Linked DNA regions of Mus musculus: regions 1, 2, 3, 4, 5 and 6 are each linked to region 7. A link is a contact called in public Hi-C and promoter capture Hi-C data. All regions are on one chromosome and are shown on one strand. The core of a region is the stretch at or near the end of the contact, and the rest is flanking DNA. Distances in the headings are between cores, read along the strand shown.

Region 1 (3,106 bases), core at 261-2,760, 940 kb before region 7:
CAAGGTAACTTGATAACTTTCTCAGAGGGATGAGCCTACCAGAGCATGGAAGAAACCAGGTAGAACAGATAGGCAGGCCAGCTTGATGCTAGCAGCTGGCAAAATGCAAATGGAGACATTTAGTCAGGAGGAAAAGATGGCAGAGTCATGGATGGTTGGAAAAGGGAAGCTATGAATCCTCGTATCACTGTACCAACCTCTTTCAGTTTCCTCACTCCTGTACCCCAAGAATTCCTAGCCACAGGGGAAGAGCAGAGCCAGACAGCAGGCCTGAGGTTCATCTGCAGACAGTGGCTACTGAGTGGGATACTGCGCAGGAAAGCACTGGGCTCTTCCCAGGAGGGAAAGTGTGAGGTCATAACAGACAAAAAGAAGAAATTAGGGGGTGGAGGTCAGTTTATAAAGTGCTTGCTACAAAAGTATGAAGACCAGAGTTTTCTATCCCAGCACCCGTGTAAAGGGCTGGGTGAGGCGGCCATGCCTGTGAGCCCAGCATTGGAGAGGCAGCTGAGAGGATGGATCCTTGGAAGCTCATTAGCCATGAAGCCCAGTGGTGAGCTCCTGGCATCAAAGAGGGAGACCCTGTCTCAGACAATAAGGTGGAGAGTGATTGTGAAAGACACCGAATGTTGACTTCCAGCCTCCACATGTAACTGCACACACAGGAACGCACATACACACAGAAAAAAGACAAGTGAGCAAGTACCGTCTACACTGGACTGGACCCTTTGTACTTCATTTGCCAAAGGAGATGAACTTCAGACTATTGGCTTTATAGATGCACTGACTGGTGCCCAGAGAGATCTTAGGTAGTTCTTACCAATGGGAATCCAACTTAAGTTTGCCAAATTCTTTGCATTACATAAAAGGTTAGGAGAACACACATCCTAAGGGGCGTTGACAGTTAAGTCCCACAACATCATGCTAGGACGTCAGAGTCCAAAAGGCCTTTGCGACCATTCAACCCAATTTCGACTTTATAGATGGGAAGACTGAGTGCCCCCCGTCGGGCAATAGTCAGCCTAGAATCCCAGAGTATCGCCAAATCTCCAAACCAAGTGATCTGGGACGAGGCGATTTAGACCACCAGTCAGCAGCGAGGTGGTGCGGGGACAAAGTGCAGTGGGAGTCAAAACAGGGAGGATGCGAGGGCATGGAGCTAAACAGGACCCAAGATGAGTGAGGAGGAGCGGCCTGCAAAGTGGTGCTGGTGCGCAATGTCACTGCCAAGCTCCGTGGTCTCCTACGTGGGACAAGGGGAGGTCCTGGGCCGGGAACCGCGGGCTGGGGACCTAGGTGGGGCCTAGCGTTGGGCCAGGCCTTGTCCGCCCCGCGCATCCTCCCGCCCTCCCTCAGGGCCAGCCCTCCCCGCCGCGCTGCCCTCCGCACTCCGCGCCCTCACCTGCTCCCGCGGGGGCCGGAGCCGAGGCCACAGCCAGCGCACCCCCGCCAGGGTTGTCAAGGAGCGAGCCAGAGTGTCTTAGCAACCATCACGGAAGTCCCGTCCCGTCACCGGACGTTGACAGCAATATCACTTATTATTGGTGTAGAGAAGTGCCAATTAATTCCGAAGGGGCCTAGGAGGCCGGAGCTTACGCGAGGGGCGTGGCTTAAAGACCGAGGAGGTGGGGCTTCGCTCATAGTCGTCTTAAGCCTGCCGGAGCAGCTGCGGACAGGCAGAAGTAGTCTTTGTAGAGGAACAAACTTCTTAAAGCTGTATTGCCCTGGGAGTTTTCGACATCGAAAATGACAAATGCAGTTTGTTGGTGTCGTGACGCTGATCTGCTATTTTACGACGACCGCAGGAGCCTGATAACCACCAGAACTTAGGTAGTGTTTTAGTCCTTTACAGTGAGTGACTGTCTCATTGATTCGCAACACAGTGCTTACTGTTAACAGCATCCGTGATCCCGTCTGGGCCAATGTGTAGAACTAGAGAGACTGAAGGAAAGAATCAAGGCATAACCTCAGAGAAGGAATCCAGATCTTTCCCTTGTGCAAACCCTCCAGGGTTGCTTTGTCCCAGGGGCTGGGAGACACCTGTACCATCAGATGCAGTTGTCTGGAACCTGCTTCTGATTCTTGGAAAGAAATGACCAAAGAGTGTTAGAGCCTCTTGCTGAGGGGAAGGTGAAGAAGAAGAATGGATCAGTGGAATGCCCCATAATCTAAACATTTATTCTATGCGTATCATGCAATCATTAATGAAGCCCCACTAGCTGGTGATTCTGCGGAAGGCACAGTTCAGAAGGTATAGAGCCATGAGAAGAAATGGAATCGTTTCCGCGTGCTTCTATAGCAGAGACTGGCAGGGTACTGGCTCTTTTTAAGTGGGACAACGAGGCGGGAAGAGCCCAAGATGACCAGAATGCTAATGGGAGCGGGACAGCGGTAGCTCCAAGAGGCCTGGGTGCAGGGTCAACGTAGTAGGAGTGCAGGGTCAACATAGTAGGTCAAGTAGAGGGGAAGACAAAGAAAGAAGCAGGGCAGAAGAAAGAGAGGTTTGAAACACAAGTGGCCCCTGGTGTGAGGTGAGATAGAGTCATTGGTTGCTGGAGAGCTTTGGGGAGAGTGGTAACAAGGTCTGATCTGGGACAGTGGATTAACCTAGCTTGAGTGTACAGACCCAGAACACACACATTGGGCTTGGTTTGAGACTTGGCAGCAGGAATTCAGCTCAGCACACGACAGTTCCTAGCTAGCCTCCCTGGAAAGTTCTGACTGTCTGTGGCGAATCTTACTCAGCCTTCAAATTTCCTTAATCCTCTTTTCCAACTTTCTCCAGGAGATGAAGGGCAGCCTTTGAGGGGGATGACGCTCTCACTTCTGTCACTTACACAAACGACTCCCCCAAAGGGGTCCTTGTTTGCCATCCTCTCTTTCTCGCCTCCCATTCATTCTCCCGCCCACCACAATCTGGCTTCCACTCCCACGATGTTTCTGAAATTCCCTCTCTTGTGGTTACCAGTGACCTTCTGAGGAGCAACAGCAATTGTTAGACCATCTTCCTTCCCTGCTGGCAGCACCAACCGCAGAAACCTTCACACAGTTCTCTATCACAGAGGTAGTACCTATAGATCTTTCTGCAGTGCAGATTCCAGGATCT
Region 2 (3,314 bases), core at 242-2,741, 760 kb before region 7:
TCAAGGCCAGCATGGTCTACATAGATAATTCCAGGCTAGCCAGTAACATTGTGAGACCCCGTAGGAAAAGAGGAAGAGAGAGAGAGAGAGAGAGAGAGAGAGAGAGAGAGAGTGAGAGAGAGAGAGAGAGAGAGAGAAGCCACCAAGGACTCCCTGGTATCTGGGCATTCAGGTCCCACTCTTTACCAGTGCCTCTCAGGCCCTTCCTCTAGCTCTTCCCTGGGTCGTTTCTCCTTTAATTTAGTCTCCACTGCAATCCTGTGGGTCCGGGTCTCTCCCAGGACAACCAGGGTTTCCTTTCCAGCGCCTGAGCTCATGTTGTACACGAGTCGAACAAATACACTTTTGTTGCCCAAACAAAATGCCTGTGTGTTACTTTTGGTCTCTTTTCTGCAGTGCCTCTTGTCTAAGCATGCCTGCCACTCTCCAGCCTGGCTCTGAACAGCCTCCCGTTGCTGATCATTGGCAGGGACGTTGGACCCACCTCAGGTGCCTGCTGGTGCCTCATCTCAGGGGGCGCCTTGAATATCATGTGTCCAGAGTCTAGCTTGGCTATCGTTCCAAGGTCATTCACACCCCTCAGTTCCTAAGAGGGGCATTGAGTGGATTTGCTAATGGCAGCCTTGCTTGCCCAGGGCCTACTCCATTTCCTAGGCTTCCCATGGTTCCTCGGAATTGCAGGCTGTCCTCCAGGCCACATCACAGAGCTAGGGGAGATCCTACCATCAGAGAGAGTCATGGGAGACAGGGAGGAAGACAGGTGTGAGCATGCCTCTATAAGGCCCCACCAAGTCTTTCCAGCTCCAACAACTGGGCGCCTGGCCCCCGATGACGCCCTTTTACCCGTCTCTGATGCTAGTTAGTTTACGCTGAACCGACTCCGGCCTCCAGGGAAGTCAATTTATGCGCTAACTCATTCCTCAAACATCTGCACCTCCTGCGCTGTACCAGCTCACTGAGGTGCGCTGGGAAGATACTGAGGATGCTGAGGATATTATGATGAGAGACCGAAAAAAAAGTCTCAAGACAACGTCACTCGCACTGATTTCACACCAGGGCCGTTGGTCGGTCTGAGAGCACCCACTGGCTGAGATCTTCTCCACTGAGCTGGGTGCCCCTTCTGCAAAGTGGAACAGGGCTGGTCGTGCCCAGGGCCTGCCAGTGCTGCACCTGAGGCAGCAGGGGGAGCCACCGGTAAGGACTCCCGTGCCCCAAGGAGCCTCTTCTGAGAAGGAAATATTATTTAACCTACATTGTGTGGGCGGGAAAACACGGGGTCCTTGGAGCCTAGCCAGCCCCTGTCTTCAGGCTGTTTGGCTTTGTTTGTTTTTTTGGCCTCTTTTTTTTTTTTTCCTCTTTCTTTGGGCTAATTGTTCTCATTAAATCTTTTTGTCCTGTTTTGTTTTTTACGGGCTGACAATGCTGCCCAGCGCTCAGCGCAGCTTCCTGTGTTTCTGCCCAGTGCAGACCTCGTTTCCTGTTGTGAGCAGTCGTCATGGCAACTGGAGCCCTCGGTGGGCTCCACGGGGGGCCGACAGGGGGGCAACAGGAGTGACATCACTCGGTGGGAAGGCAAGGGGCTGGGGTCCGTCAAAGAGGGCTGCTGGAGGCCGCCTGCGGGCAATTGCTGTGGGGTGACTCAGCCTCGAGACAGGGCAGAATGCCTCGCATTCTTTCGGGAGGTAAGCAAGGTCAGGCAGCTAGGCTGGGATCCTGTTTACCTGACCCTAGCCCCCCCCCCCCGGGGGACCCAGAGCCAGTGCCGTGCTCACTAGGACAGAACCCCCAGAGCTCAGACGCTGAGCCTGGAGTGGAGGAGGGGCGGGATCCAGACTCCCAGACCAGTCTGAGACCAGCTTCAGGTCACTGCTCCACCAGGTGACAGCTGTCACTCTGAACAAATCACCCGGCCTCCTGATTTCTGATGGAGGGATCCCATGAGAATGACTCCTTGGTCTCCAGTCAGCTGAGATGACTGGGGCCCAGGAAAGCAGGAGTCACAGAGCTCCACACTTCTCACTGCCTGTCACTTGCTCTAAGGCTGGATGAGAATGAAAAGCTGGGGACCCCACTTGAATCCCTTGGTGAGCCCCAAGTACACAGCCTAGACAAAGGAATAGAGAAAGCTAGCCTTGAAAGGCAGGGCATGCACCCTGAAAATACCAGGGCTGGGGTGTGGACAGAGCTCACCTGCTCCATTCGCATGCTCCCTGTTTCTGTGACTCCCCTCGGCCACCAACATGAGAATGGAGTCTGGACGAGCCCTCTGAGCCCATGTATGGTTCCTGACCAACCTGAATCCCACAGCCCCGGGGACCACGTAGAACAGCTTCTAGATGGGGTGCCAGGCCCTACCTAGAGTCAGACTGCCCACATTCACCTTTGGCTAGCTTCAAAACAGATCAGTTGCCAATGGGAGGTCTCATGTTGCAGGAACCAGGACAGGGCCCCAGTTATCACGGATAAATGGAGACCACCTGGCTCAGTAGCCAGCCTTAAGAACATGCTTGCTAGTCAGTGCCTTTGTAGCTTCCCAAGCTACCAATTCACCTTCTATTGCACCACACAGGGTCCCATTCTTTAGTTCTGGCTGTCCTGGAACTCTGAAGACCAGGATGGCTTTGAACTCTGAGATCCTTCTGGGATTAAAGGCATGTTATCCGCCCCCCAGCCCCCCACCCCATGCTTGGAGAAGTTTACAACTTCCTGGGTTGCTATGAGATGAAGCATCTAGCACATAGTAGGCCCACACAGATGCCCACTGCCCTAGCATCACCTACCCAGCAGTGCTGGAGACCCTGACTCTGGGTGCCCATCCCAATTTATCCGTACAAATACAGTGAGAGGCAGCGCGGCCAGCTACCCCGCGGTTTTCCCATAAAGGGACCGGGTTTCCCTGGATAGGAAATATCCTGTTCTGGCTGGAGGGGGGAGGAAGAGGAGCGGGAAGGACACAGCCGCCTACATTCCTGGCATTCTTGGCAGCTGTCGTGTCCAGCTGCCTGGCTGTGACTGGGGGCACTGGCCCGGTGCCAGGCCAGCCTGGCCCCACAGAGCCGGATTCCTCTTTGGGTGCCCTTGGACTTGGGGGTAACAGGGGGATCCCTCTTGTTTTCAACCCTCCACTCAATTCAAAAAGCTGAAATCCAGTGCCAGAAGTTGGGATGTGTGTGTGGGGGGGTGGGTGAGGGTCTGAGGACAGCTGTTGAACAAGGAGGGACTTCTATTTCCAGTCCTTGCCCAACTAATGGTGGCCCTAGGAGGTGCAGCAGAGCAGCCAGGGCACAGTTGGAAAAGCAGAGGGACCTCCTTGA
Region 3 (2,880 bases), core at 217-2,716, 970 kb before region 7:
GGATTACAAAACTTTAGATCCCAAACCCATCCAAAATGAGTTCCTGGTACTTGTGACTTAGTATTGTTTCTGCTATTCCTGGTGGATAGTGACCTCGCATGGTGGGAAACACCCAAACCCAGACCACAGAAACCAGAAGGTCAGGTTCATCCAGCTAGAAAGACAAGTAGCCTCCTGTCTGGGCTAACTGGCATCTTCCCAGGTGGGATGCCCATCTGGCATCTCTCACTCTCTTCGACTGGTGTTGGTAAAGGGACCAAGTGGTAGTAGCCAAAGCAGGAAGTTGCCTTGGTCCTGGGTTGTATTCCAGTCCTTATAAGGTAGTTCCCCCCATGACTGCCACCCCCACCTGACAGCTCCAGATGCCCATATGCTCCACCTCTTAACCCCTGCCCCGCTGTAGCACATGAAGCCTTTGCCAGGGGGGAAAAGAGTGTAACATGTTTATACAGTGCCCACGCCGCTGTTGCAAGAATCTAAACGTTCTGAGTAGGTGGAGAGGTGGGGCACCGAACACTGCCCCGTGTGCCACCTCCCAGCACTCCCAGAGCGGTGTGGACCTTATCTTTATCTTTCATATTCATCCTGTTGTCACAAAATAGTTTGCCACAGCGGCCATCCAGATTACACAAGATGACAAAGGTCTACCGTGGGGAGCCGCTGAGATAGACACTCCTCCATCCCGCCATTAGTTACAAAACCCTCAAATAAAACATACTTTCCTACTGCAGAGCCTTGGTCCCGAAGATTCCCCTATCCTGGGGAATATTATACGTGACATTTCCACTCCATTTCCCCTGGGACACAAAAAAGTGCTCCAGGCGCTCACCCTCTGTCCTGGCTCTAAGTCACACCCCGGAGCGCGCTGGCTTTGTTTTGTTTTGGTTGGGTTTGGCTGTTTTGGAACTGAGCTAAAAGGGCCCTCCCCCGTACCCCATAACTGTGACAGGCAGCGGTGGCGCAGGCTGAGAACTTCCAGTGCCAGGACTCGGCCTGTGGCACAGCCCTGGTCCGGTTTGGGGCGGCTGGGTCTTGGCTGCCCTCCTCCCCGGAGGCTGCTGGGGAAGTCCCGCCTGGGGACAGCGCCCTCCCCGTGACCGCGATGCGTCAGGGCGCCGGCCCGCGAGTGTCCCGGGGCGTGCGTCGCGCAGGGGCTGGAGTGGCCCGGCCTGGCCGGACAGGGAGGCGCAGGCCCGCGCTTTGGCCGGACGGCGACCCGGGTCAGGCGGGCGCGGGGCCGTGGGGAGGCGGGCCCAATCCCTTCTTTACCTTGCGTGGTTCTTCCCGCGTCGGAGTCCCCCGGGCGGCGCCGCGCACTGGGCCGGGCCGGGCCCGGGGCTGGGGCTGAAACGCGCGCGGAGCGGAGACGCGGGACGGCGCGGGGTCGGTGAGCGGACAATGCGGCCGGCAGAGGACCGCGCTGCGCGAGTGGGGCAGGGCGGTGCGCGCGTGGCCGAGTGTGTATGTGTGCGCCTGTCAATCAACGCTGACAGCCCACAAGTCATTGGCCGGGCCCAGCCGGCCCGCCCCGCCCTCTGCCGCCGCCCATTGGTTGATTTGAACACAAAGGCTCCGGCTCGGCCCGCCCTCCGCGTGGGCCCTGTAGTCCGCGCGTGGGAGGCGGGGGCGAGTACGACCTCCAGGCTGTGGGACCCGAGCGTTCCCTCGCGCATCCGTGCCCACGCGCGCGCGGCGCCGGAGCTCTAAAGGCTTTAGGTGCGGGAGCACACAGGGTGTCATGAAATTGGCCCCAGGATAGGGTCCTGACGCGGCCCCGCGCGGGTGGTTTGGACGCTTACCAGCGTCAGCCGTGTCTGCCCATTTTAAAGACGAGGGAAACAGGTCCGTGGAAGTTTTTTTTGTTTCTTATAAAGAACCCACCCAGAGGGGAAGTTGAGTCTAGAAGATTAATACTATTTAATTTTAAGGTTGAATTTTAAATTCCAAGGTGGGCAGGATACCCATCTTCCCGCACCACCTATTTTTGTTGTTGTTTTTGTTTTTCCAAGACAGGATTTTACTGTCACGGAGATCCACCTACCCCTCTGCCTCCCAGGTGCTGAGATAAGAGTGCACCACCATGTCCAGTCAGAAACCCCAAGTTTGACAGCAGCTTTTCTGTTTTAAAGAAGGCTCCATCCACAGCTGGTTGCAAGAGAAGGTAGGGCTGGCAACACGGTTCTCCTACTTTCCTCCCCCTGGGATGAGTTCCTGACTCCACGGACCTGTCCCCTCCCACCACCACCCCATCTCTCTCTCTCTCTCTCTCTCTCTCTCAAACACACACACACCCCGCCCCCAGAAGATAAAGGAGTGCGACTGGGGATAAACCACTTCTGTTCAATATCTTCTAAGGATGATGAGATCCGGTGTCCTTCACTTTAAAATGCCAAGGGGGTGGGGGGAACTGGGACAAGAAAGACAGTGGTGGTTCACGCCTTTAATCCCAGCACTGGGGAGGCAGAGGCAGGCAGATTTCTGAGTTTGAGGCCAGCCTGGTCTACAGAGTGAGTTCCAGGACAGCCAGGGCTATACAGAGAAAGCCTGTCTCGAAAAGAAAAAAAAAAAAAAAAAAAAAAGCTGGTATCCAAAGGCAGTAGGAAACTGAGGAAATACACACACCCTCATTTTGGATTGGTTCCACTGCCAAATAAAACCAGATCCCCTTTCTAGACCTCCATTGTCCCATCTGGAAATGAGATGCTGTCTACCCTTACAGTATCTTTGGACAATTATGCTAACTATCTTCTTCTTCTTCTCCTTTTCCTTCTTCTTTTTTTAACTTTATTTTATTTAATTTATTTTTATTAGATAAGATTACAGAGGGGAACAACCTTGACCTCAAGAGTAGGGCCACATTCAGACTTTATGGTCCTCCAT
Region 4 (3,291 bases), core at 127-2,626, 820 kb before region 7:
AACCAGAAGCGTGCACTTGCTACATTTGACTGGTCCACGCTACTGCCCTCGAGAGACACAGGTCTGTGAGAACAGTAAACTCATTTCGGTCTCCCTCATCTGCAGGGAAACAAGCTTGGATGACGGGCTCTGATACCAGCTCGGCCACCTGCTGCTGGCTGATTCGGAGCCATCAATGATCCATTTTTGTGCTCCCCGTTGATCTCAGTCTAGCTCCACACCTGGGGCAGTTGGGAAATTAGAGGTGAAGGGTGCCAAAATCCAAGCCACAATTAGAAATGCGAAGCCAGGCTGTCCCCTCCCCTCCTAAGCCGAAGGGAGAAAATGTAAGGGTCCCCACTCCTTAACACCTACAGAGTCAAACCCTTGGTTCAACTGGCAGCTTTGGCTGCAAGCTCGGCACAGGATGGTCTAGGCAGGTTGGATGGAGACGCCTGGGGCCACCCTTGGGGCGTCTGTCCTACCCTCACCGCGGTCGGCATCAGCTTCTCTCTACCATCAGTTAGTTTCCCTTTCTCTTTGCGATCCCCGCGGGCCGCTGTACAGAGGAGCAGGTCTCTGCCAAGCCAAGGGACAAAGAGGTGGGCAGGAGCCTTCTGGGCTTGATCGCCTAGAGCCCTCCCATTCCGGGAGCTGATGCAGGAAGAAGGTGGGGCCTGCATTCACTTGGCCCGGGAGGTCAGTTTCACTTCTGGGGGTCTTCCATAGCCTGCTCACAGAAAATGCAACCCCAGCGCCTGGGGCCCAGAGCTGGGATGGGACCATTCTGTCTGGGATGCAGCCATCGCAAATGCTATTCACCGATCAGGTACCGCTGGCCCCGCTCCTCCAAAATTTTCACTGCAGTCTCTTCCTGGTGGCCCCCATTTTGCTGTATACCGAGCCTCTCCTCTAGGTCCCCAGCTCCCGATTCCTCTCTCACATTCTCCAGGATACTCCGTAGCTCCCACTCCCCTCGAGGGTCCTTGTTCTGAGCCGCTTCGGTTACCTTATAGCTGCTTCTAAACTGGCCACCCTGTACCCCTCTCCACGTCACCCATATTTCTTCCTGTTGAGACTTCTCAGTCTGGGGTTACTCGCCTTTGGGTCTTCATGCTGATCCAGGGCTAGGCTGGTCTGGGCTTCAAATTTTAAAGAGAAATCCATGGAAGCAGACTTTGGACGACCATGTATGGAGAACTTTCGATAGATGTCCTAGAATATCCGTGCTGTTTTAACCCAACCTCAGGGGATACTGGGAGAAGAGGGGACCACTCTCTAAGGCAATGTGAACCACCTTTCCAGAAGTAGCCACTCTGAGCTGGGAAAGGGAAAGGGTAAAGAGAAATTCCCCTAACACACCCATTGCCTGGATGCTTGTGGAGACTTCTCGGAACCACACCAGTCAGCTAAGAGAAAAAGAGAAATAATAGGGGGCGGGGTTGGCACTGGAGAGAGATGGCTCAGCAGTTAAGAACCTTTGTCACCTTCCACAGAGGACCAACTGCTACCAGCAAACACATGGTATGGCTCACAACCACCTATAACTACAGCTTCTGGGAATCCAAGGCCTTCTCCTGACCCCCAGACATGCACATATTAATTCAGAACACATACACATATGTATACATGCCCAATGGCAAGAGATGTGAGTGGCCGGGTGTGGTGGCGCACGCCTTTAATCCCAGCACTCGGGAGGCAGAGGCAGTCGGATTTCTGAGTTCAAGGCCAGCCTACAAAGTGAGTTCCAGGACAGCCAGGACTACACAGAGAAACCCTGTCTCGAAAAAAACAAAAGAAAAAAAAAAAGAAAGAGAGAGATGTGAGTGTATTTTAAACCTACATATAAGAAGAAAGTTATACTGCCTACTCCCTTGGGTGACATTCTGATTTTTGTCCCTTCTCCTGGTGCCTGTGATGTCGGTGGAGGCCACTGTCCCGTGGGCAGCCCAGCTGCAAGTGGTGCGTGCATGCGTGGGTGTGGTGGAAATGCAGGCTTTAACTTCAAAGCTAATACTTTTACCCGCTGAACCATCTCCCTGGCCCGTCTTTCGAACCAATTCACCTCACCCTGAGCAACTTTGTCCTGTCCAGTGATGGATAGACCTGTATAGAGAGAGGCGACAGTCATATCACAGAATAGCATGTCTTCAGTCTTCAACAGAAAGCCCCTGGCCAGCTGTCTGTCTCCAGGATTAGGGCTCCTGAAGCCAGTTATCAGCAATTATCTGTTAATAGCCTTGTCCCCTGGGTGTGGCCTTGTAACCAGTCCCAGATGTCACCTCTCCTTCCAGAGTCAGAGATAAGCCTCCGATCCCATTCTTCTGACCAAGGCTTGATAGACGTCTGATTTTTCCAGCTCTTTTCTACAGGCTGCTGGCTATGAGGGAAAGGGTCCAGCCTGGGGTCCTCCCAGGCCACTAATACCTAGCCAGCTTTGAGGGAAGGGATCCAGACTCTGTCTCCTGATTTTTTTTTTTTTTTTTAAGATTTATTTATTGTAAGTACACTGTAGCTGTCCTCAGACACTCCAGAAGAGGGAGTCAGATCTCGTTACGGATGGTTATGAGCCACCATGTGGTTGCTGGGACTTGAACTCCTGACCTTCAGAAGAGCAGTCAGGTGCTCCTACCCACTGAGCCATCTCACCAGCCCCCTGTCTCCTGATTTTTGGTTGTTATTATATTGTGGAATTTTATTGTGATGGTGGTGGTAGTTTGGCTGTGTTGTTGTTGTTGCTGTTCTTTACATTCTTGTCTCCCTCTCCCACCCTCCCCCACCCCAGCCCCGACAGGATTTTACTATGAAGCCCTGGCTAGCCTGGCACTCACTATATAGTTCAAGTAGGACTCGACCTTGGCATAATCTTCTTGTTTCTGCTCCTTAAAGACTATAGTTACAGGCTTGGGCTTTCCCTGTCTATTTGGGGGGACCCTCGCCTGCAGGGTCAGGGAAGGACTTGATGAGTTCAGGTTCGAGAAATCCTGAGACATTAGATTGCCCATGTGACGTTAGGAATTTCTCTAACAGTATATAGTGTGGTGGGCCTGGGAGATGGGCACAGTATATAACTCGGGCGCCCATCTGGAAGCCAGGGGTTGATGTCAATTGTCTTCCTCAGTTGCTCTTCCCTTTATTTTTTTGAGTCTTTCACCAAAATGAGTTTGTGGGTTCCAGCGGGCTGGCCAATGAGCTCTTGGGATCCTCCTATCTCTGATACCTCAACTCAGGGTTGTAGATTCACAACCCCCATACTTGGCTTTTATATCTGCTCTGAGAATCAGGACTTGTGTGCAAGCCGCTTTACTGACC
Region 5 (3,180 bases), core at 509-3,008, 880 kb before region 7:
GTTCTGCATCTTGCAGTCTCTTCTCCAAGGAGCTCTTCCCGTGTTGTGCTGGTGCCAAATTTGGTGAGAAGACCTGGGGCATCGTTAGTTCTTTAGGGAAACTACGGAGGCAGACACTGACCGCCTTGCATTAAGTGGCCATCAGGGATCGTCTTGCTCTCCTCTTCCCAGGCTCTGTTCTTCCTCATCAAAAACAAAACAAAACAAAACAAAACAAAAACAAAAACACCCCTAACTCTCCAAGATGGCTTCCCATGAAGTTCTTCGCTCTCTTGCCAAACAGGCTATGTTCACCATGCCCCACCCCATCTTCATTGGAACCTCCAGAAATATCAGGATTAGGGGTAGACAGGCTCAGGACCCGAAAGCTGGTAGTCCAGTGTGAATGATCAAATTCAGGTTGAAGTAATTTAAGGTCAAATTCAAGCCGGGCCCCCAAGTGCTATGGGAGAAGGTACAGAATACACTCCAAAGGAGGTGGGCAGTTATAGGGCATGGGAGGCCAGTGTTTTGCCAGGAGGTAAGCCTATCTATACTCAACAGCTCCAAGACTCTAAATCACAAAACAGGCCAGTGTGTTCAAGGCTGGAGGAGATGAAGGGTCTCACTAGCGAAAAGAACTTCCCAGTCACCTCCTCCCCTGAGTATGCCCCACCTGCTTCACTCACCCGCTTCCTGGAGCACAGTCGATCCCCCACCCCCAGTTCCTGGTTTCATCCCTGATTACCCCACTCCCAGGCCCCTCTGGCTGGGCTGGCTACGGCCCGCTGCCAGGGACTTGTCAGGGACTCACAACCACCCCCTGCCCAGCTGGGGCCCCTCTGGAAAAGCCTGCCCGCCTAGGCAGCGGCGGATCTGTCCCTCCCTTGCAGGCCGGCCCTGTGCTGCGCCCTGGCTGGGGGCCCGAGCGGGGGCTGCTGGGGCTGGGCCAGGTTACCTTTAGGAGGAAAGTTTTGGGTTTAGGTCCCCTCTTCTTGGGCCCATACAGCTCACGTTCCCTTTCCCTGTAGTCAAGAAACGCCAAAGATGAAAAAGGGTCCCTTCCTGGGCCCCACTCCCCGACCCTGCCCGCCTTTCCCGCTTCCCTGCGCGGCGCCCCACCGCGCCTGCCAGCTTCTCCAACTCACTTCTGCTCGAAGGCTGCGATGAGCCTCGAATCCAGAATGTTCTCCTCTGGCTCCCAAGTGCTGTACCTGCCGAGTCACGCGTACAGAAGAGCAAAATGAAAACCCAAGGGGCAGGGGCACACCGCGAGGGCTCAAGCACGCACCCCCTATCCAAGGCCCAGGTGTCTTCTTGCCGCCTCCCCAGTCCCCATGCCAACGACCCACGACACTCACTTGATCGCCCACCCTTTCCATTTCACCAGGTACTCGATGCGTCCCTGAAAAACAGAAAGGAAAAAAAAAAAAATAGGGGGTGGGGGTGGGGAAGATGCAGGGACGCGAGGAGGCGGCGGCGCGGGGGTGGCTGAGGGAACCCGGCTAGCCGGACCACTGCACCCCGAGGGCCCCGCGGGCTCCGACACCACCGCGGGGAACACAGGGCTGTCCCGGCCGAGGGCTCACCTTGCGGATCCGGCGTTTAATGATGGATTCGGCCGCGAAGACCCGCTCGCCTACTGCAGACAGCTCCATCTTGCTCAGCGGCACCCACAGCCCATAATACTCCCTGCTCCCGCGGCCGGTGCTGCACCGCTCGCGCACGCGCCCCAGCGCTCAGGCCCCCGGCGGGCGGGCGCTCGGCGGGGCGCGCGCTCGCGTTCCAGCTGCGGGCCGTCACGTGATGCTCCGGGCCTGAGCGCCGTTGCCAGGGCCTCCCCCTCCCCCGGGGCGGTTGCTAGGGAAAATGAGCGCTCGCGGGGCGGGGGCGCGCGAAGGCTCTTAAAGGGGCCTGTCCTCTCCCCCGCAGTCCTGGCGGGAGACCGATGGATGCTTGGCTGCTGCCAAGCCGAGTGAGGTGCAGTGCAATCCTACATTGTCCCACTTCATCCTGCAGGCCCAGGATCCCTGCCACCTCCTACCCTCCTTGTAACTCCTCATGCCAGAATTGCCAGGCCCTCGACAGAGAGATGCGATAGGCCCAGGAGTCTCTAGGCGCTGTGCATCCTCCTGCAGACGTTTGCAAACAGTTAAATATGATACAGCAGAAATGCATTCACTGCAGCTTTGCCAGGCCTTGTGGGGATTTCTTTAACACATCACCCCATCCATTATTTATGTATTCGTGGGAGTGTGGTTTTGTAACCGGTTCAGATAAGTTAAAACAAAAACGCCACAGCAGGAAGGGGGCGGCGGGGGGGGGGGGGTGACTGCAGAGGTGACCCAGGCCTGCGACCATGGTCTCAACACCTACAAGTAGACCTTGGCGAGTGTGTTTATAAACCAAAGAGAGAGAGGTCTCAAAAGAGAACCGCAGGGCATCCCAGATTGAGTCCAAAGCAGTCTTTCTTTGGGTCACTCAGCAGAACCCGCCTTCATGGTCAAATCTGTATTGGGATTTTCAGGCCGCAGGCCACAGCATAATTCTACAAACCACAGCTGCAGGAATGACTCCGCCATTGCTCCTGGGAGGCGCAAGTGGGATCTGGAACTTTCCCTCTTGGATGTAGCCCACCTCGCTGGAAACACACATTGAAAAATTATTTAATCGGAGTTTCCATTAGGCCAGTGGTCTTGTTCTTTGCAAAAAGAAAAAAAAATTAACCACATATAAATAAGGAAACGAAAGGGAAGGAGCAATTCATAACCTGTATTAAGTCATTGGGGTCCTCTAGCCCAGTTCTTTCCCTAAACTCGGGCCTGCATGAATATGCATAGATACATCACCTACTTGGAGAACACAGGCACACATGTTCTATCTATTTAAATGTTTAAGCACTATAGGGTTGTACTATTCACACTGGAGATGCTATCCTCCCTTAATGATATTGATTGGACATTAACACTGATTTTGCTCTGTTCACCTGTTGTCTAGGGCTGGGCTGGAGGAGGGGTGGGGATTTGTAAGGGTCAGGATTATCTTTTGATTTCATGATTGGCTTATTAGAATGGGGTGGGGGCACAGGGTTGTACAAGTCTCCCCGCGATTGCACCATTTCTTGAAGGTGCAAATTCACTGATGAAAATCTCAGCTTTCCATCCCTGCACGCCTGCAGATATGTATAGAAAGTACATTGAC
Region 6 (2,935 bases), core at 302-2,801, 910 kb before region 7:
TCTGCCCATTTAATTTGTCCATGCTTTCACTTCACCCTTGCCTTGCCCAGCTACAGCCTGGGGGAGGAGGCTGGGGCCACAGCATCAGCCCTATCTCGCCCCTCCTTCGAGGATTTATTCCGTGTCTGGAAATCAGTCCATGTCTGGGAATGGCCAAGGCTTTCCTGTCTGTTTGTCCTGCTCAATCTATCTTATCTATTTGTCCCCAGACTGGGAATTTGTAACAGAGAGGAAAGGGACCATAGGCATAATCAGTCAATGCCTTAGCATCACACACAAACCCGAGAAGGGTCCCTACTCCCCGGGGACTCCTTGTATCTGACCTGGAAAAGGAGGCGGAGGGAGCTAAGTACACCCCTATTGAGGAGTCATCCGCTGATTTACCCCAAGAGTTCAGAGCTTCAGGTACATAAAGCTGGGCGTGGCCCGGGGATGAGAGGTGATGCAGGCGTGCAGGTTGGTGCTAATGAGGCACTCTTGGGCTTGCCAAGACAGCTAACGGTACTCCTAAAGGTAGTGAGTACGGGGTGGGAGCTGCTCTAGGTTCCCGAGGAGAGCATCTAAGGAGACCATGTGCCAAACATCCCCACACCTGCATCTCAATCAATTTTCACTACAAGTGGACGCCGTTCTCCCATTCTCGTGCCCCGATCACCGTGCCAGGTTCCCACCGGCGATTCGGACCAGAACACTTCCATGGTGCCTGCCAGGGGCATGCTTCAGGTGACCCGACCGCAGCTCCAGGGACCCGGGACCCCCGCGCCGCAGGCTGAGCAGGGCCCCTCCACCCCGTGTCCCCCGACGGCGCACCACTCACCTCGATGCGCTCGATGCGGTCTCGCAGCGCGCGCACCGCGTCCTCCAGCTCCAGCAGCAGCGCAGGTGAGTCCCAGGCGCCGTCGGCCATGGTGTCGCGGCGGGGCCCGGCGTCCTGGAGGCCGCGCGGCAGGCCGCTCTCACAGCGGCCCAGCTTGCCGGTGAGCTCGCGGATGGTGTCCCGGTCTGCGCGGATGCGCGCCTCCTGCTGCAGCGCCGTCTGGCGCAGCTGCTCCGCGGTGCTCTGCAGCAGCAACAGCTCTGCGCGCTCGCCTGCCGCGTCCCCCTGCTCGGCCCCCGACGGGCAGGCGGCGGCCAGCGGCGTACAGAGGAAGCGACTGAGCAGCGGCACGGGCGGCGGCGGGAAGACGCTGGCCGCGGGCTCCCCGGGCAACACCGAGGGCCCGGCCGAGCCGCCTGCGCTGTGCAGGGCGCTCAGGCTGCGCTGCGGACCCGAGCCACCGGCGGCCGAGGCGGCCGAGGCGTTGTCGGTGCCGCCGGGCAGCGCGCGAGCGGGGCTGGCCGCCAGGGGCACGCTGGCGATGATGCAGATGACGGCACCGAGGAACGCCAGCATGCCCGCGGCCAGCAGCACGGCCAGGAACTTCAGCGTGAGGCGCGGAGGGGGCGCGCGAGGCCCCCGGCAGGCGCGGCGGCGGGGGTCGGGGCGCAGGGCCCGGGAGCGCGGGAGCCGGAACGGGAGCCGGAGTGGGAGCCGGAGCTGTCGCCGCGGCCGCTACTGCCGCCGCTCTGAGCCCGCGCGGCGGGAGGAGGAGGAGAAGGCGGGCGCGGCGGCCCCGCCCCACTCGCTCCCCCGGGGCCGGCCGAAGCCCAGCCCCGCACCCGTTCCGTGCCGGGAGCCCGACTGCGTGCGCCACGCCCAGGGCTTCATCTCACTCAGAAGGAGGTGACTGGATGGCTACGTGGCGGCTGGGTTCTAAGGCGACCCTGCGTCCTGGCCTCTGGTCCTCTCCGGGTCCTCCCGCCCCCCGGAATGCCCATAGCTGTGTCCCTGCGGGGCTCTGGCCTCAGCACGCTGCAGCCTCGGTTGCAGTTAACACCAGTCTGAACACGTTCAAGATACAAATGAGGAAACTGAGGGCCCTGGGCTCAGCGTGATGCCGGCTCCGTTGTAGTTAAGCCTCAGCCTGAACATGCTCCTGATAACAAAGAGGAAACTGAGACCCTCTGAAACTGAGGCCAAGTGGCAGCCCAAGGTCACAGCTAGAATGCATTTGAAGCAGCATTGAGGTGAGCCACATCTGCCTGGACAGGACTACTAAGGTGAAAGCTAGCGATCAAAGAGACAGCAGTCGAGGGTGAGGAGGCCTAATCTGTTTCTGCTGTGGTCACCTGAGTGTCACCTGCTACCTCCTCTTTCCAGAAGAGCAGGTTCGCTCTGCTCCAAGCACCCCATCTGAGCCCTTAGGTCTGCAAGCATCAAAGTTGCCAGAGGATAATCCCCTAGCTCGCTGCAGCCTCTGTCAGAATGGCAGGTGGGATGCAAGCTGGTGGGCGCCAAGACCAGGCAGGAGTGGGCTATGTGTGTAGGTTTTACTTTATCGTGCCTAAAATGCCTCTATATATATTCTGTTGAAAATTAACTTTGCAATGAAAAACGTTAAAAATCTTCCCACCCTTTCCAGTCCGGCTTCAGCCCTGCTGTTCTGCAGGCTGTCTCTGCCTGGGATGGATTCCTGAGCTGGAAGAACCCCTGGAGGCCATGAAGGTTCACGCTGCAGCCTGGTAATGGCTCACTAAGTCCTGAGCCAAGTCTTGACCATCTCAAAAGTCTCTGACTCCCCACAGCTACCAACGTGGACATGACTGGGGACCAGGACCTTTCTGAGGAGGCAGCAACCTCCAGAATCCTGGGGGACCTTGCCTGGTCACTGGCACCCCATTGGAGGTCCATGAGCATCCGTTCTGACTCCCTTCATTTTCCAGGCTGGGGGTTATGTCACCTCTGCTCACCCACACCCTAGAGTCAGGGATTGTTGTCCAGATATGCTAGTGAGAGGCACAATGCGGGCTCTGCTCATCATGAGCACCCAGAGCTGCGTTGATGACAATTAATAACCTGAGACCCCAGCCCAGGCAGCACGGCTCAGAGGAAGCA
Region 7 (2,881 bases), core at 75-2,574:
TAAAGGGATGGATTCTTTATCTCACTCTAGACTTAATTTCTCCTAATTTCGAATTCTTTATTCTTTCAAAGGAACAAGCTAAAGATGGTCAGAGGTGTGTATGAGTGTTGCTTGGGCACATAAGTATGGTAAAAAAATGACCATTTACAAAGACAAAGAAACAGAATATAGATTTTATACGTGCTTCTTGTCAGGAAAAATATACTGTTTAACTTAGAACAGGGAAGAATGGTGCCTAGGAGGATATGATGACAATCTTTCTAAAGTTAGTCTCCAATAATGTTAATGACAAGGTTTCTAATTGCCAGAAACTGAGTAATTTAGGTTCTGAAGGAAACAGTTTTAAGATACTGGGTTGACGGACGGATACTATTCAGAGATACTAAGGCATGTATAGAAACGAGTCAGACAGGCCTAGAAACCACCTTATGTCCCAAAACTTCTTTCTAAATGGGTGACCTTGGATAAGTCTCTTAACCTCTTTTGGCTTTGCTTCCTGTAAAATTACTGTTTAATCAGAATAGTTTCTGTAAAGAATTGGGGACCGTATTTGGAATAAAATACAATAAATGATAGTAGTTATCACTGTCAACTTTCAATGACTAAAGATGCCCCGCTCCTCAGCCAAAACGTAGTGTGGAGAATCCGGATCTGACGGACAACACGGAAGTGCCCAATAAGAGGCCGGGGTAGGGGGGTGGGGGAAACAGTGGAATCAAACCAATGGCATGGGCCCTTGTTGTTGGCCGCTTTCTGGCTGATCCACCAATAGCTTAAGGATGTGACTTGGGAGCGACACCCTGACAGTCCAATGACGCACAACCAACCCACACTCAGCAATTCGGAGGGGATAAATCAAGGAGCCTGCACGTATAGATTCCGTTATTAGTGCAGTCTCGAATGGTGAAAGGAGCTTGGGGGAAACAGCCCCTGAGAGAGGCATTAGTGAGCTAAAAAAGGGGGAAGAGATGACTGCGCTAGGTGATCTCGGCCGCCATCATGCTCTAGTTTCCCCTTCGTCTCTCTGGGTCCGCGACCGAGGAAGCGGCCTCTGGGATGCTGAGGGGGTGTGTCCCCTCATGATTGGCGCAGGCCGCTCAGCCAATCCCAGCTCGGCAAACGGGAAGCACTTAGCCAATGAGGGGAGACGGCAGCGGCGAGGACTTAAGGGAGGAGGACCAGCGGCTTGACGGGCACGAAAGCTAACCAGTGAAAGCTAGAGGCATCCTGCCTGCGGCCAATGGAGTGGGGCTGTGGGCGGGCGCCAGAGTGTTTGTGTTGTGGTTTTGGGGGAGGGAGGCGGAGGGGAAAGTTTGTTTATTTTGTTTTTAGTTTCTGGGGTCCCCGAGCTTCGGCAAGGTGAAGCGAGCGACCGTGACCCCCCTCGCCTCTCAGCCTCCCCGCGACGACGCCTCCACAGCTTGCGGAGGAGCGGAGACCGCGGTCACCGCTGGGCTCCACAGCGGAACGCCGCGCACTCGGAGCCGGCGCGGCTCAGCGGTGAGTGAGGATCGTGGGCCGCGCGGGCCTGCTCCTTTCTCGGGAGCCGCCAGGCGGAGCGGAGCGGGGCGACCCAGGGTGGGCGACTGAGGACGCCCTCGGGGGCGCGCGGCACGGCCCGCTGAGGTGCAGCGTGTGCGTGTCCTCGCGCGCGCGCGCGCGCGACGGGAGCGAGCCGGGCGGGAGGGGCGGGTTGGGGGGGGCGGGTGGAGAGAGCGCGCGCGACCCGAGTGGGCCGCGGCGGGCCGGGGCGCTTGCCCGGGGCGCGCTGTGGGATCGCAATGTGCAGACGTGAGGCGGGGGAGGGGTGTGTGAGGGACGCGCGGTCACGTCGGTCGCGAGGGCCTTGGTGTCCCCAAGTATTGGGGCCGGGACAGACCGGCGTCACGCGCCTGCAGGTGTGAGCGGAGGAAAGGGCTTCCGGGTGGGCCGGTGGCTGTCCGAGCGCTTCGTGTCGCCTAGGGCCCTCTGAGCTGCAAATGCCAGGCGGTGGGGCGCGAGCATCCGGTGTCCCCGCGCGGCGGGCGTGCAGGCTTATGTGCTGGACCCCGATAGCGAGGTTCCACGGGCATCCCGCGAGAGCTGCGTGCGGTCGGGGGTGGGGTGCTGTGGCGAGGCGATGCTCACTTTGGATGAGGAAACAGACGAGGGGCGAGGGGCGGAGGGATGACAGATTTGGAAAGAGCCTTGGGAAGGGTTTGCTACCTAATGCTGGTAAGGTGCCCTTTAATTCCAAACTAACGGATTTGTTAGTCCATGATGGCTAAATAAATATCTGGTCCAGTGAAATTCACTACAGTGGCTATCACGACACCCAAGAACAGCAGCCGTCTCATCCATCCTTAGTCTTGGACGCAGGTCACCCGTCTGAGACTTTGAGCTTCAAGCTTTCTCCTGTGTCTTTGGGCTGCTTGGATTCTGAATAAAGAGTACCAACCAAGACTCCGTGAATAAAAACATCATTTGTACCTCCTTCACAGTTAAACATAGCAGTAAGCTGTACAAAAATCACACATCCTAGCCTTTTGTGAAATGTTTCTCTTCGCTTGTGGGAGATTTCAGTTCTTGACTTTAAAACTATGTGTTCGCCGTGGGTTTTGAACGCTCCTTAAAGAGCAGAGCATGGAGACACTTGTATAGCATGAGTATCGATGTAGTAAGTGGGAGGGATATCAGTGTAGTAGTAGTCTCTACAGGTAGGCATATACTGGATAACCAGTATCCAGAATACAGATTAGACTGGTTTGTCCCACTTGGGATGCATGCCTCTGTGTGTTTTGTTTTGTTTTGTTTTGTTTTTGAGACAAGGTCTCATCATGTAGCCTCCGCTGGCCTCGAACTGCTTTGTAGACCAGGCTGGTCTGGAACTTACAGAGATCCA

The links. Promoter capture Hi-C pulls out the DNA fragments that hold promoters and counts their contacts. Hi-C and Micro-C count contacts between places; a contact is called where the count stands out from the background.
Region 1: a contact with region 7 is called in a promoter capture Hi-C map of pre-B cells, with 2.5 times the contacts expected there. The contact joins the promoter of Dnal4 here to the promoter of Tnrc6b in region 7. A contact is called at or near these places in 4 of 39 promoter capture datasets (the 3T3-L1 cell line, liver and pre-B cells), 3 of 115 datasets of contacts at active chromatin or transcription factors (astrocytes, embryonic forebrain and pancreatic cancer cells) and 1 of 9 other capture datasets (liver).
Region 2: a contact with region 7 is called in a Hi-C map of cortical neurons, with 7 times the contacts expected there. The contact joins the enhancer-like site here to the promoter of Tnrc6b in region 7. A contact is called at or near these places in 2 of 15 datasets of contacts at CTCF or cohesin (large pre-B cells and pro-B cells), 29 of 484 Hi-C or Micro-C datasets (B cells, the Ba/F3 cell line, CD4 T cells and 19 more), 9 of 115 datasets of contacts at active chromatin or transcription factors (T-cell acute lymphoblastic leukemia, astrocytes, embryonic forebrain and 6 more) and 1 of 9 other capture datasets (pancreatic islet).
Region 3: a contact with region 7 is called in a promoter capture Hi-C map of liver, with 5 times the contacts expected there. The contact joins the promoter of Sun2 here to the promoter of Tnrc6b in region 7. A contact is called at or near these places in 4 of 39 promoter capture datasets (hippocampal neurons, liver and pre-B cells), 1 of 484 Hi-C or Micro-C datasets (the N1E-115 cell line) and 4 of 115 datasets of contacts at active chromatin or transcription factors (T-cell acute lymphoblastic leukemia, astrocytes, embryonic forebrain and 1 more).
Region 4: a contact with region 7 is called in a promoter capture Hi-C map of pre-B cells, with 2.8 times the contacts expected there. The contact joins the promoter of D730005E14Rik here to the promoter of Tnrc6b in region 7. A contact is called at or near these places in 6 of 39 promoter capture datasets (the 3T3-L1 cell line, hippocampal neurons, liver and 1 more), 1 of 484 Hi-C or Micro-C datasets (B cells), 4 of 115 datasets of contacts at active chromatin or transcription factors (the NIH/3T3 cell line, bone marrow-derived macrophages, double positive thymocytes and 1 more) and 2 of 9 other capture datasets (adipose tissue and liver).
Region 5: a promoter capture Hi-C map of liver shows a contact between it and region 7, with 4 times the contacts expected there. The contact joins the promoter of Npcd here to the promoter of Tnrc6b in region 7. A contact is called at or near these places in 1 of 39 promoter capture datasets (liver), 5 of 484 Hi-C or Micro-C datasets (the N1E-115 cell line, cerebellum, embryonic stem cells and 2 more) and 4 of 115 datasets of contacts at active chromatin or transcription factors (embryonic stem cells, memory CD8 T cells, neural tube and 1 more).
Region 6: a Hi-C map of cerebellum shows a contact between it and region 7, with 3 times the contacts expected there. The contact joins the promoter of Nptxr here to the promoter of Tnrc6b in region 7. A contact is called at or near these places in 1 of 39 promoter capture datasets (liver), 1 of 484 Hi-C or Micro-C datasets (cerebellum), 1 of 115 datasets of contacts at active chromatin or transcription factors (bone marrow-derived macrophages) and 1 of 9 other capture datasets (embryonic stem cells).

What each region holds. Positions count from the first base shown.
Region 1 is chr15:79,772,957-79,776,062 of GRCm38.p6, forward strand. It overlaps Dnal4 (dynein, axonemal, light chain 4), which reads right to left and starts at 1,511. Exons shown (of 4, transcript NM_017470.2): 1 at 1,403-1,511. Gm30977 (a long non-coding RNA gene) reads left to right here and starts at 1,572. Exons shown (of 4, transcript XR_875488.3): 1 at 1,572-1,830.
Region 2 is chr15:79,949,155-79,952,468 of GRCm38.p6, forward strand. It overlaps a transcript of Cbx7 not described here. Among named protein-coding and RNA genes, the nearest start is that of Cbx7, 18 kb to the left of the region's middle. RefSeq lists an enhancer at 783-3,311. Within about 2 kb of position 1,492, at least 214 of the 459 cell types and tissues checked have an H3K27ac peak or open chromatin away from gene starts, as enhancers often do. A contact at or near this core is called in B cells, CD8 T cells, the P5424 cell line and 13 more, where this site is marked.
Region 3 is chr15:79,741,070-79,743,949 of GRCm38.p6, forward strand. It overlaps Sun2 (Sad1 and UNC84 domain containing 2), which reads right to left and starts at 1,467. Exons shown (of 18, transcript NM_001205345.1): 1 at 1,270-1,467. Gm16576 (predicted gene 16576) reads left to right here and starts at 1,629. Exons shown (of 4, transcript NR_045069.1): 1 at 1,629-1,842; 2 at 2,014-2,161.
Region 4 is chr15:79,891,762-79,895,052 of GRCm38.p6, forward strand. It overlaps D730005E14Rik (RIKEN cDNA D730005E14 gene), which reads right to left and starts at 1,377. Exons shown (of 1, transcript NR_030675.1): 1 at 1-1,377. Apobec3 (apolipoprotein B mRNA editing enzyme, catalytic polypeptide 3) reads left to right here and starts at 647. Exons shown (of 8, transcript NM_030255.3): 1 at 647-808. The coding sequence starts at 756.
Region 5 is chr15:79,832,575-79,835,754 of GRCm38.p6, forward strand. Npcd (neuronal pentraxin chromo domain) reads right to left here and starts at 1,759. Exons shown (of 9, transcript NM_001013362.2): 1 at 1,569-1,759; 2 at 1,341-1,384; 3 at 1,128-1,193; 4 at 938-1,004. The coding sequence starts at 1,637. It overlaps Cbx6 (chromobox 6), which reads right to left and starts at 1,759. Exons shown (of 5, transcript NM_028763.3): 1 at 1,569-1,759; 2 at 1,341-1,384; 3 at 1,128-1,193; 4 at 938-1,004. The coding sequence starts at 1,637.
Region 6 is chr15:79,803,158-79,806,092 of GRCm38.p6, forward strand. It overlaps Nptxr (neuronal pentraxin receptor), which reads right to left and starts at 1,552. Exons shown (of 5, transcript NM_030689.4): 1 at 818-1,552. The coding sequence starts at 1,426. All of the region lies in intron 5 of Npcd (neuronal pentraxin chromo domain), which reads right to left.
Region 7 is chr15:80,709,989-80,712,869 of GRCm38.p6, forward strand. It overlaps Tnrc6b (trinucleotide repeat containing 6b), which reads left to right and starts at 1,325. Exons shown (of 25, transcript NM_144812.3): 1 at 1,325-1,500.